2 separate regions of the Hordeum vulgare genome follow, and region 1 is linked to region 2. A link is a contact called in public Hi-C data. All regions are on one chromosome and are shown on one strand. Each heading gives the region's core, a stretch centred on a gene start, on an enhancer-like site or on the middle of the called end of the contact. The rest is flanking DNA. Distances are from core to core; before and after follow the strand shown. Region 1 has its middle 52 kb from the start of LOC123413293. Region 2 has its middle 19 kb from the start of LOC123410991.

Region 1 (6,863 bases), core at 4,262-6,761, 100 kb after region 2:
AGTGTGAGGGACTTCATCACTTCGTGTGTTCTTACCATTGCATTAGTTGCATCGGTTTGAGTTCTCCACGGTGATACGTGAAAGTGAGAAGTTGAGAAGCTTGTTACCCTTGGGTACTTGGTACCCCTAGAAGCTTGGTGGTGCCTCGGAGCTCAATCATTGTGGTGTAAAGCTCCGGGGAAGCGTAGGGGTCTCCAATTAAGTTGTGGAGATTGCCCGCGCATTTTTGGTCACCTCGAAGCCATATGCCATTGTGGTGAAGCTTTGTGGTGTTGTTAGGAGCCTCCAATTAAGTTGTGGAGATTGCCCCAACCTTGTTTGTACGGGTCCGGTGACTTCCCTCAAGGGTCCCTTAGTGGAATCACGATATCTTGCATTGTGAGAGGGCGTGAGGAGATTACGATGTCCTTAGTGGCATCATGGGGAGCATTGTGTCTCCACACCGCTCCATACGGAGATTAGCATCCGCAAGGGTGTGAACTTCGGTATACATCTTCATCTCCACGTGCCTCGGTTATCTCTTACCCAAACCCTTTACTTATCCACTTTACTTTGTGATAGCCATATTGTTTCTTGTTATATATCTTGCTATCACTTAGTTGTTTATCTTGCTTAGCATAAGTTGTTGGTGCACATAGGTAAGCCTAGTTGTTTTAGGTTTGTGCTTGACTAATTAAACGTTAGTTTTATTCCGCATTTGTTCAAGCCTAAACCATGATTATTTTAAAGCGCCTATTCACCCCCCCCCCCTCTAGGCGACATCCACGTCCTTTCAATTGGTATTAGATCTAGGTCTATCATTATTAGGATTAACCACCTAGAGAGTAAGGATGTCGACTAGGGGTTTAGGATACTCTAACACTCTTAGTTTCGACGACACAAATTTTGATGTTTGGGTAATTCGCATGCTTAATCACTTTAGGGTCATGGACCCAAATTTAGAGTGAATTGTAGATATGGGTTTTTCTCCTCCAAAGGATTCTCAAAATATATCTTTAGAGGATGAGAAAAACTCTTATCTCAATGCTCAAGCTTCTAATGTGCTTTTTGATGCTTTGAGCAATGTATTTATATTTCAACTCATGCCATTCTGGGATGCTCATGAGCTGTGGACAAAGCTTAAAGATAAATATAGTGTGTCCAAGATTTGTGGGAATGATTGTTCTCCCTCCACCTCCAGTCGTGTGGTCTTCTCAACTTCATCTACTTCACCTACATGTGGATTGCCACAAGGTAATGATATGGTGAGTAGTGGTGATCATTGCAATGATGATAGTGGGCTTATTCTTGATGATCCTTCATCACTATATTATTGCAATGCTTCATCTTTGGGCGTTAACACTTCGAGCACTATAAATGTTTTACATGCTTGTGTTTATAGTCATTGCATATCATGTAAGAACTGCTTGACTAAATCTCATGATGATATGCTTTGTATATCTTGTTGCCATGATTAAAATGTATCTATTTCCTCGAGTTGTTGTGCTAACAATATAGAGGAAATCCATCACTCCATGGAACAATATGTGGCCTTGAATGACGCTTCAAAAGATCCTACATCATCATCTATTGTTTCTCACTTTTGCCTTATGGCTAAGGCTTCAAAGGTATCTCCTACCTTGAATCCCAATATATCTCTTGACGATGATGATAATGAGGATGATGATAATGATGATGATCACAAGCTCACAAGCTCCCATGATAATATTCTAGTATCCCATAATGTGTTAAAATTAGCTCATGAGGCTACTACTACCAAGGTAACATCAAGTAAGCCTCATGTGGACATTAGCACTACTTCTGCTCAAAATGCTATATTGCCATGTGCTAGTCCTCTTAATTCAACTACTCATAATGTTGCTACATGTTGTGATGAATTACTTTCCTTGACTTGTTGCTCTAATAATGAAGCTTATACTTCCTCTAGTACTTGTGTTGATACTAACCATGTAGAGGAAATCGAAGAGCTCAAGGCCCAAGTCACTTCATTGAAGAAAGATTTGGAAAAGAGTCGGGAAGGGATGTCCACACTCAACAATGTCTTGTGTGGGCATAAATCCCCAATTGACAAAGATGGACTTGGGTTCAACTCTAACAAGAAGAACAAGTCCAAAAGCATCAAGAAGAAGGGACAAGAACAAGTCAACAATTTGGCCAAGATTGGTTGCTTCAAGTGCAAAATTGTAGGGCATCATGTTAGATCTTGCCCATTAAAGAAGAAGCCCCAAAGTCACAAGCAACAAGGGAAGCGGCCACAAGTTCAATCACATACTCAACTTTAAGTTGAAGAAAGGCCTCTTCCCAAGAAGACCCAAACCAACATTTCTCAAGTTGAGAAATCAATTGGGAAGAAAGTAAAGGGTAGATGTTGCTACTTATCTCGTGAGAAGGGCCACTTCGCTTCTTCTTGCACGAGAGGTGATTTATCCAACCCAATCATTATTGTGATATATATTCTCTTGGTAAGGATAAGATTGGCAATGTGTTTGCCAAGTTTGTTGATACTCAAAGTGGTGTCAAGAAAAGAACCATTTGGGTAGCCAAGCCAATTGGAAATTCCAATTCTTGGAATTAGCTCAATAGAAAGTTGGGCACCGATCTCAGTGGCATCGATATGGAATGTTGGTTGTACCGAGATGGTAGGGGGGTTTGGCATAGGATCTGTCTGGTGGAAAATCAGTAGGGACGAGCGGAAAAAGTTGGTGGCACCGATTTTGCTAGTTTAGCTTTGGACAGAGATGTTTTGTGGGAGAATTAGTGAATATTTTTGGTGGCTATCTCTAAGCACTTGAGCAACCAATTCATCATAATACCTCACCCCCTTCTATTAGTATTGGCTTTCCTATGGACTCAAAAGTGATTTCTCACAAATGTAAAATGTAGAGTCTTCTTGCTTGAAGCTTGAGCCAATCATATTCATTTCCATCATCAAGGTGTTTCTCCTCACAATCGTATGGCCAAGGCATCTTTGAACTTTTCTGAAATATAATTGGATAAGAATAAGATCATTAGTCCAATGGTGCATATATTTTGATCAATTATCAAAACCACCTTAAGGGGCAATTGTGCTTTTAGTTTGACATTGAAATGTATTTAAGGCAGGTTCATCTTGCAGCTGTTGATCACCAGGTACCGGCGGCATGGGCTGCCTTCCTCAATATGCGTCGGGAGATCCGAGACACAGAGGTGCATCAAGAACTGCATCACGATCTAGTGGAGCCCTATGGAGGCTCAAGAGCAACGCCTAGTTCGATGTGTTTTAATTTGTGTTCAAATTATGAGCTTGCTTTGTTGAACTATTTGATTTGTATTGATTTTTATGATAAACTCTGTGATAAAAAAAATTGTTGAATATGTGACGAAGTAACGAATTTGAGTTGGTACTCAATAACTGGGGGTGAACTTAGAGGAACGGCTGGGAGCCAGAGCCCCCCCCCCCCCCCACACACACACGAAAAAAGCATCGGCGAATCCTCAAAAGACATTAATTTTCGTCTAAAAACGTTTTTGGGATCGAATGGCTGGAGATGCTCTAACTCGGGCAAGAACCGCTGCTAATTAAATCGATGAGGTTCTTTCAACATAAATCAAGTAGTTTGGGTTCTCTCCATGGATCTTGGAATCTTGCCACGTGGAACACATTCACAATCGTCACACCAGAATGCAGGCAAAAGTAGTCATGTTCTTGGATTACATAAGTAATCATCCTAGGGCCTAAGGGTGACCTTACCATGTTTTAGTCGGACAGGCAGGTAGTGTTTTTTACTATGTTTTCTCCGTGAGGGAGTTTAGCTGTGTTTTTTTATCAAGTATCTTATGTCTTCTTTTTTCGTACATCATATCTACGTCTTTTGTATCTACGTCATGTATTGTATCATTTACGGTAATCATTCTAACCATCTATACCTATTAATAAAGGGAATAGGTATTTTTAATTCGCCATGTTGTTTTGTAGGAACATCCTAATGTTTTTTACATTAAACCCACAGTACATGTCAATTATTTTTTTAAATACTCATATCTTCTAAACCGTAACTTTAAATTTAACAATGTCATGTATAGAATTTGATTAGAAAAATATGCAGAATCTAAATATGATGTTATTTTTACCTATTAACCACTTCAAAAAAAATACTAACCATAATGTAATCTTAATCAATAATGCATTATCCGACTTTCTTTCATACCCATACTGATCCGGATTGGAAATAAACATTTCAGCAAAATCAGGATTGGAGACAAAAATGAAGATCACTTGACCGTTTCTTGGTACGTATGAAATCTACATGTAAGTCGTGTCGAAATAGAAGACCTGTGAAATATTGAATTGCGCTTTTGTAGCCTAAGACCATCTTCGTTTGGACCGTCGCTACAAATTCTCGGATTATAGAACATTTTTTGTAAACTAAGAACGTGTGGTGTTCTTTTTTTTTCCGTTGCAACGCACGGGTCCTTTTGCTAGTTTTTTATCAATGAAATGATGTGTAACCTTTGCATATTCGCCCATGCAAAAAAAAAAACCTTTACATATTCGCAAAAAAAATAGACATGCAAGCAGTGATATTCTGAATGCCCAACTACGAAGATCGGAACAGCAGTTTTTCTTCCTTTTTGAAAAAACGATCAGAGCATGTATGCATATTATTATGAGAGCCACGGACCCATCATAAAGAGATCCCTGCCAACCACAACCTCAGAACGGAAAGCGGAGCCCTAGAAAGCTCGAAAACCACCGCGCAACGATCAAAAAGGCGAGAAACGGAAGCCGACGGCGCACCAAGCAAACAGCCGGTGTTCGTCTGCAGCGGCAGGGCACCCACTGTTTGGTGCCGCAGGACCGGCCGACTCGTTCGCTGTTCGACGCAGGAGCATATGCTTGGCCGCTCGCGGACTGAGGACGGTACATCTCCGATTCTTCTTTCCACGTATCGTCTTCGTCGTCGAGATCAGTGGGAGCAGGCCGCGCATTCGGTCTCCAGTCTCAAGCCTTGTCTCAGCTGTCTGTCGACCAACCAGTAGCATAACCGCATTTGTCGCTGCCATGGTACACACGCGGCCCGATCCCGATCCGGGCAACGAGCCAAAACGAAGACGATGGTTACTTTCTCGTACGGATGGGCTTTGGGCATGCATGCACGTAGGTAGGTATAGAGTTGTATCTGTACCAAACATGCAGGTTGTATCTGACGTGATGTACTCCTAAGTCCTGACAGTAAAAAACAGAGACCTCCTACGTGCACTCCCTTTGCGGCCCCACTCTCACTAGCAACGTGCTTACTCACCGTCACCGACGAGATTCATCATCAACTTGTTCCTAATGACCACCGACGAATCCACCCCGTCTGCACGATCGACCAAACCCTTGCTTTATTTGGTGAGGGAGGGTTAAGGCGTCAGCGTTGGATCGTTAGCGGGACGAGCAAATCCGCGCGCGCTTTGTGTTAGTTGCTGCTGTTGAGTGTTGTGTGCAGTCTTGGAGCCATGCGGGTTGATTCCGCGGCACTCAAAGGCGCTCCCTGAAGCTGACCGTGCAGCCGCCATCTCCCTCTCTTTCTGTTTCTGTTTCTGTGTGTCTATGGTCAAGCGCAATAATTCGTCGACGCTGCTGCCGTCTGATTGTGATCCCTCCCGTGTCGTGTCTGGTGCTTGCGTCCTACAGTACTACCTCCGTCCTGATGTGATGTATAGGGCATTCACTCGTCCGATGTGGCTATTCATAAGAGCATCTATAACGGGATTTGCAAATCCTAAATATCAGCGCACGCGCGTGACTATGAGCGATCACGTCTTAATTTTTTTTGGCATCCACATATTTCATCCCCTATTTTCATACACAAGCATGCAAAATAAAACGTCTACGTACTACGTAGTAGTATACTCTTTTCGTTTCAAAACAAGTGTTTCAAGCTTAGTATAATTTTGTATTGGAGTTAGTATAAAGTTGAGACACTTATTTTGAAACGGAGGGAGTATTACTCATCGTCGTCGTCAAAGATGGCCTGAGTCGCATGTGTCGCCCGCGCCGCCTCCATCTGGAGTCGATGAAGCCGTATGGCCTCCGCAACTGCCTTCGAGCGGATGGAGTTGAGGATGGCCAGCTGCTCGGGCCACAGATCCACGACCGCCGACGCCTCCTCCTCCCCATATCCAGCGACGGTGCCTCCTCCGCCGGCTCCTGCTCCTGCTCCCCCACAGTTAGCGGTGGCGCCTTCTCCGCAGAATCCTACTGGTCCTCCATCACAGCTAGCGGCGGCGCCTCTTCCGTCGGCTCCTGCTCCTCCTCCTCTTCCACCCCCAGCTCATCCTCCTATTCATCCTCCACCTCGTGGGAATCCTCCTCCAGATCCAGAGGTAGCCCTGCCTTCCTCCGGATCCAAACCTACTCAAGGAGTCAGAGACGGTGCTAGATTGTGTAGTGCCGATGGTGTGGGGGCATGACACGGCGGAAGGAAGGAGGTGGATGTGCTAGGGCTCGAGACGCCGGCCGGCTAAGATAGTCGGCTATGGATAAGGGCGGGGAGTCGGAGCGGCGCCACGCAGCGTTCACACCGTGTCGATGATCGAGGCGTCCGTCGGACCGTCGGGTTTTCTGGCGAGTCCATGTAGGGTCAAGCCGTCAGGCCGACGTGGCGGGCGTGTCCGGGCGCGCCTGAGCGCGTCCGGGCTCCCCCATATCCGTCTCATATTTAGGCTGGAAATGAAGGGTGCAGGTCAGCCCGGAATTTTGAGGTCGTCTGAATCACATTTTCATGATCAGATTATGATCGAGCGGCCTGCCCGGACATTTAAAAAAGGTTTAAGGAATCCGGTTCTAGATGTTCTAAGAACATATAACAAGGGATGGCGTTGTGTAGACACCTGAC
Region 2 (6,722 bases), core at 3,863-6,362:
AGAGCACCGGCCATAGGACCGCCGACTGCAAGCTGCATAACGAGTCAGTGAGAGGAGGGGGCAACGGAGGTGCTGTGAACGGGGAATAGAGGAGATGCGGGGAAGAAGACGACCTGCCTTGGAGATCCAATAGCTGATAATGTTGGGATCGAGCGGCTGCAGGCCGATCGACCAAATTTGGACCGATGCGCTAGCGCATAGCGGTCTCCTTTATACTCCCTCCATTCCTTTATGTAAGGAGTATATTTTTCGGCACGGTGATCAAGGCACATAATTATAGAGGTGTTAGGACAAAATTATCCTTGACAAATTTATTGGTTAGTGGCAAGTAAATCAATGAGTCTACTAAAGTAAGAGATACGCGCAATCGAGAGAGATAGTTTTTTTGATACAATTAGAAATACAAGCAACCGTGAGAGAGATACTTTCCTTTTTCTGGAAGGCTAATAAAAAATTACAAGGATTTACAAAAAAATGCATCTTACATTGTACAATTTTATTTAAAAACAAATACACCTTATAAAAAGAAATGGAGGGAGTATAGACGTAAAATGCTTTGTATGTTGACATTGTAACTTTTTTTTCTCTTGCAGGGGACGTATGTTGTAACTTGGCCGGGCCTCTACTTGGCCCGTGTAAGTCGCTTGGCTGGGCCTCCACCTAACGCGAGCTCAATGGATTCGGATGCCAAAAGATAGAATTCTTTTATTTATAAATAATCCTGTCTTGCTTCTTTACACAAAATTCCACCTGTTTATATATGCCTACGAGTAGCAAGAATCAACAAGTTGATCCATCAACAAACAATGATATGGTGTGGGTTCTGTTTACTTAAGAGAAATGAAGAAACTAAATTCACGTGTGTACCTAGGGAAACAAAGAAATTAAATCCGCTGCGGACTAACACATGTGCCAATGAGGTTAAAATCTATAAAAAGTCCCCTATTTTGTTAGGGTTTTACAGTCCTCGGGCGCCCGCCGCCGCGAGTTTGGTCTTTCTCCTTTCGATTGTCATTGCGATCGGGAGATTGTATCTTCTGCCTGGGGTTTCTCGTGTTGCTGAGCCATGGCGGCGTCCCCGAGTGCTGTAGCCTCCCACGGTAACGCGATGATAGATCCGAGTAAGCTTCTGGAGCACTTGCATCTGGAGGAAGATGAGTTGGATAATTTGGTGTGGGAAGATGAAGTAGATGATCCAGGAGACCAGCCGAAGTGGCTCGCCCTTGCACACGTATTGACGGAGAAAAGCTTTAGCCAAGGGGCTTTAATTGGCGATATGAGGGGAGACTGGAATACGACAGGAGACGTGGTCTGGAGGAAGATAAACCCTAACTTATTTGCGGTACAATTCAACTTCTAGCTGATTGGAACAAAGCGATCCATCAAGGTCCTTGGGACTTCCAAGGATCAGCGTTGATCATCGAGTAGTATGATGGGTTCTCCAACCCAGAAAGCATCAGGCTAGATCGGATTGAGACTTGGACACAGATACACAAATTACTGATGGAGTGTTGAGGAACGAAGGGTTTGTGTAGAATATGGCACAAAGAATTGGTGTGGTACAGGAGGTTCGAGTGAAGTTGGACGTCAACAAGAAGCTTACTCGCTTTGTGAGTTTTTCAAAGGGGGCAAGACATAATTTTTCCAAGTAAAGTACGAAAATCTTCCGAACTTCTGCAACGCATGTGGGAAATTGGGACAGTGGCATGAGGAGTGCGGCAGAGGAGAACATGACATATCCAAGTTTGAATGGGGTCCTTTCATCCTTGCCTCAAGGAGAGGAAGAGGAACTGTCAGGTTTTCGGGTACCGGACGCGGTTCTGATGGCGGAGATGGTGAAAATAATGCACAAGGTCGTGGAAGGGGCCGTGATCACATGAGGGGAGAGGTTATACGGGAAGAAATCAGTGGAATCGTCAATATAAAAACCCGGGGGTTTGATAATATGGATCATGATGGTAACTCAAACAGTGTTTCTGACTCTGAAGACCCAACTCGATTGGACGCACATGACTCACTGCTAGATAGGGACAACGCAAGCAGAAAGTGGCTGAACTTCGATGATGACCCGAACAAGGCACAAGTGGAGGTCAAAACATTGGTAGTGTGCAGGCTCCTAAGGACGGAGCAACAATAGACATGGTGGATGGTGGAAGTGAGAAGGAGGATCTTCTGGCAGGATTGTTGGCAAACGATACGGTCAATGGTGATGGATCAAAGACTGTGTCTACATCGGAGAAGATACAAGTTCAGAAGAAGGCAAAGACAAGTGATGCTGTGAATCAACCTAAGACATCGGCAACTCCTGGGTCGAGGGTTGACCGGACACAATGAAAATACTAAGCTACAATGGCCATGGGTTCCAAAAACTCACGGCTATCCGGGCTCTGCTAAAACTGGTTAAGCGGAGTGATCCGGATTTGATCTTTCTGTCGGAAACTCACCTCGAGGAGTGGCCTGCAGAATGTTTGCGCCGTAAGATAGGGATGGATTATAAGAAAGTGGTTGGCAGTGATGGAAAGAGTGGGGGTTTGCTCCTACTCTGAAAGAAGGATGTGGTTGTTTCATTGCGACACAAGATGAGCAACTACATTGATGTGTTTGTAGGCAACAATCAAAGTGATGTATGGCGTTTTACTCGTCTCTATGGAGAACCTGATTTCCTCTTCTTTTTCGTGGACTTGTATGCAAGAAAGAATATTGTTGCCATTTTTTATTTCTGATCATTGGTTATAATTTTGGGGATCTGCTCATGTGTTTTGGTAATTTCATCTGATACTCAACATGTAATGTAACTTTTTGTGTTTATGTTCTCCTGTATGTCGGCACATTTTGCCCTAGTTGGGCTATTAAGACAAATGATAGGTGTTTGTGTTTTTTCCCACGCGGTTCCATAGTCCACAATTAAGCATTATATTGCTACCATCGGAATTCCTTTGATCAATGTGACAGTCAACGAACCTTGATAGCTTTATTTTTCCAAAGTTGATGTGCGTTGTAAGAGCAACTCCAACGCGACGAACCATTTCGTCCGTCGATGTCCGTTTGAGTTCGCACGGACAAAACGTTGACCCAACGCGCCGACCCAAACGGATGCGTGTCCGCTTTTTGTCCGCTTGCCGATCCATTTCCGGTCCAATTTTGAGTCTGATTTGCATCAGTGTGGATACAAAGCGGACGCGCGGGACACGCGCCTACTCCCCTCCCTGACCCACAAGTCGGCGACAAAGTGGCCACTTTTTCCCTCCATTTTCCGCAAACCCTCCTGCTCGCTCCCGCGCCCGCTCCCACTGCCATGGACGACGACCTCAAGGCCGCTGCCGCCATCGGCCCCCTCGCCTCGTCCGACGCTGCCAACGAAGCCAGAGGCAAGTCCCGCACTCCCCGCAAGGCCGCTGCGCCGCCCAAGAAGAAGAGGAAGGAGTTGTTGATGCCCGAGGAGCGGGACGTGGAGTAGGCCAAGAAGAAGGGCCGGAGGCACATGCAGGATGCAAGGGGCAAGGCAGCTGCCGCTGCCGCCATCGTCGTTGCCGTGCAGCAGGAAGATACCAATGCCCGGGTGAAGGCGGCAATGAGGGAGGCCTTGTTGTACCTAGGGGTAAACCCAAGCGAGCACGGGCTTGTCACCGCCGTGCCGCGGTCACGGCCAGCACGGGCTCGTCAGCATATCCTCGGATGATGCTGCCAGAGTCGCCGCACGCGTCTTCCACGCAGCCGATTCCCAGCCTCGAGGACAAGAGGGACGCGGCGTCGACCGCCTTGCTTGAAAAAGTGAAGGGCCGACCCATTCCCGGTCCATCTTTAAGCCGGATTTTGCGTCGGTGCGAACACGAGACGGACGCGCGCGTGCTCGCCTTCTCCTTCGCTGGGCCCGCTGGTCGGTGACAACCTCCATCATTTCCCTCCATTTTCCCCAAAAACCCTCCCGCCCGCGCACGCTCCCGCCCCATCCCCGTTGCTTTAGGGTCATCAAAGACGAGGAGAAGTTCAAGGCGCAATATGCCGCCCTCAAGTCGCGTGGGGGGAAGCAAACCGTGGAGGAGGTTGGGGACGGCGAGAACGCACGGCCGAGGGGGAAGACCAACTCCAAGGAGGAGGACAAGCGGGATGCGGCGTCGAACGCCTTGATCGCAAGCGTGGAGGGCATGATGAGCAAGAAGGACTCAAGGAAGGAGGAGCGCCGATGTTACAAACAAGAGCAAATGAACGCCTTCATGGAGATCCAAAGGAGGAGGCTTGAGATGGACGCAGAGAAGCAAGTCAAGATGCTTGAGATGAAGGCGGAGAAACAAGCCAAGATGCTAGAGATCAAGGTTGCCGATACCAAGACCAAGGCGAAAGAAGTGGCTCTCGCGAGCATGATGACCGGGGAAGAGATCATGAAGGTGGATCTCAACACCGTGTCGCTAAGGAAGAGGCCGTGGTTCGAGAAGATGCAGGCCGACATGCTCAAGTTCGATGAGGAGTGATCTATGGCCGCAGGCCTTTTTGTATGCCGACAGATGTGCTGGCATGACCACGGGGCCGCGTTGGCGTGGTCGAACTCAAGTCCCACCCCTTTTTGTGTGCTGGTGTGCCGGCCGCTGACGAGTGCGTCAACATGAACTGTGTGGTGATTGTATGCCGGCGCTCGCATGGTGCGAGCATAAGACATGGCTGCTGGCATGATCTATGGCCGCAGACCTTTTTTAAAAATTATGTGTGAACATGAAATGGGCCGAAGCGTTGGACGCACTGCCGACCTAAATCTAAAACAGGACGAACATCGGACGGACGACCGATCCAAATTGATAAAAAACAAACAAAAACATCGTACGTTTGGATCAGCTTCGTCGGAGTTGGTCTTACGAACGAATAATACATGAAGCTCCAGCTACTGACTATTCCGTCGTCATCTGATACGTACGCTACGAAATAGACAGTCGGATCCTTTCCATATCCGACTGTTCGCCGTGAGAAAACTTTGAAAGATGCCCCTTTCCCAAAGAAAAATCCAACTAGCTAGCAGCTCCCTGTTGGATTGGATCAATCAACTCACGGAGCTGGTGAGAGCATACACACAGTACACGCACGCACGCACGAAATTTTCTCCACGCAATTATGCGAGCGATGTGGCTTTCACGACAGCCGCGGGGCAGGGACTGCCTCCTCGTCGCATTTGACGACCTCTCAGTGTACATACATCAGCGTCGACCATTTGATTCTCTCTGCCCGGCGCCGAGAGCGAGAAAGCTGCGGATGTCTTATGAAACTATCTCTACCGACTGCACTTGTCGCCTTTCGCAATCTGAAAACGAGGGGGCGACGATGATTGGGGCAGCTGACTTGTGCATTATACATGTATGGTCGTCTGCTCAGGATTTAGTTTAGGTCTAAACTTGGTCATGGTCTAATCCTATTTGTGCTACCTGCAAAACAGAACCAGAGTAGATGCAGGCGGGATGGGAACGGTTAAGCTGCTGGTGGTTATAGACCAAAACACCAAAACCCTGCATGGTGTTTAGTATGGAGACTGCCTGCCCTGTTGTTGTTTTTTCAAAAAGAGGTTGAAACCCTGTGCCTGCACACAAGCATTGTTATTCTTTAGGGTATCTCCAACTTCAACCCTCAAATCGCACGTAACCATCTGGACCGCGTGGTTAGGACATGTTTTCTCATCTAACATGATCCTGCATCGATTTGTTTAGTGGTCTAGACGTGGTTATTTCTGCAACCCGAAGACAAACTAAGGGCGAGGTTGCACGCGTCTGAAACGCTTTACCCGGTCCACCAAAAACCCCTTACCTACGACCACGCGTTTACCCCTCCGAAACCACTTGCCCGCGTTCATGCCGGTCCAGAGTGGACGCAACCGTCATTGGAGCCGGCATTGAAGCGGCTCACAGGTAAAGAGCGTTGCCCGCTGCATACGACTTCTTTTCGTATTGAAACGACATTCGTCTGTTCGCCTACCTTCATGACGGGAGGCCTCTGTCGCTCGAGTCCCATGAAGGCCACCGCCACCGCGTCACCGTGTTACACAACTGTTGTTTTTCCCGATGAGTGAGGGTGTAGACCACACAACCGTCTTCCCCCGTCCAAAATCCAACTTTGTCCGTGCTTTGCGGAGGTGAAGGAGGCTATTCTTGCCCTCTCGCTGAAGCATATGCCTCCAGGGCTCCCTCCGATGAGCGGGCTGTCGAACTCACCTTATTCTTGTCCAAGGCATCCACATCCTCCTCGACCACCCTGCCCTTCGCGGCAGCCTCGGCAGCCTCCTCCTCAACTAGGCAGGCGTCGATCCACGCTAAAAACTTTTTTCGTTTCCCTCTGAGGTTCCTTGGTCGTGGCCACCGCGGATTATATTTTAAGATAATTTTCTACTCCCTCCGTTTCAAAATATAAGTCTTTATAGAGATTTCACTAGTGGACTACATACGGATGTATATAGACATACTTTAGAGTATAGATTCAATCATTTTGCTCCGTATGTAGACCGTTAGTGAAATCGCTTAAAAGACTTATATTTAGGAACGGAGGGAGTATGTAGCATGTTTGCTTTGTGTGAATAAAAACCAAAAGAACATTTATATGCCCTATTGTGTATGTAATTCCATAGGAAAATTTCCGTGAGTTCAGTCTCACGATTTTTTGGCATATATGCCTTTTGTAAACGAGGGGTCGATGATGATTGTGTATTATACATGGTCATCTGCTTTAGATTTTGTTTAGATGTAAACTAA

The links. A called contact is a pair of places that touch in the nucleus more often than the background predicts.
Region 1: a contact with region 2 is called in a Hi-C map of leaf, with 7 times the contacts expected there. The contact joins two enhancer-like sites. A contact is called at or near these places in 2 of 6 Hi-C or Micro-C datasets (both in leaf).

Annotation. Positions count from the first base shown.
Region 1 is chr7H:117,745,455-117,752,317 of MorexV3_pseudomolecules_assembly, forward strand. No RefSeq gene overlaps it. Among protein-coding and RNA genes, the nearest start is that of LOC123413293, 52 kb to the right of the region's middle. Within about 2 kb of position 5,512, at least 2 of the 3 cell types and tissues checked have open chromatin away from gene starts, as enhancers often do. A contact at or near this core is called in leaf, where this site is marked.
Region 2 is chr7H:117,640,874-117,647,595 of MorexV3_pseudomolecules_assembly, forward strand. No RefSeq gene overlaps it. Among protein-coding and RNA genes, the nearest start is that of LOC123410991, 19 kb to the left of the region's middle. Within about 2 kb of position 5,113, at least 2 of the 3 cell types and tissues checked have open chromatin away from gene starts, as enhancers often do. A contact at or near this core is called in leaf, where this site is marked.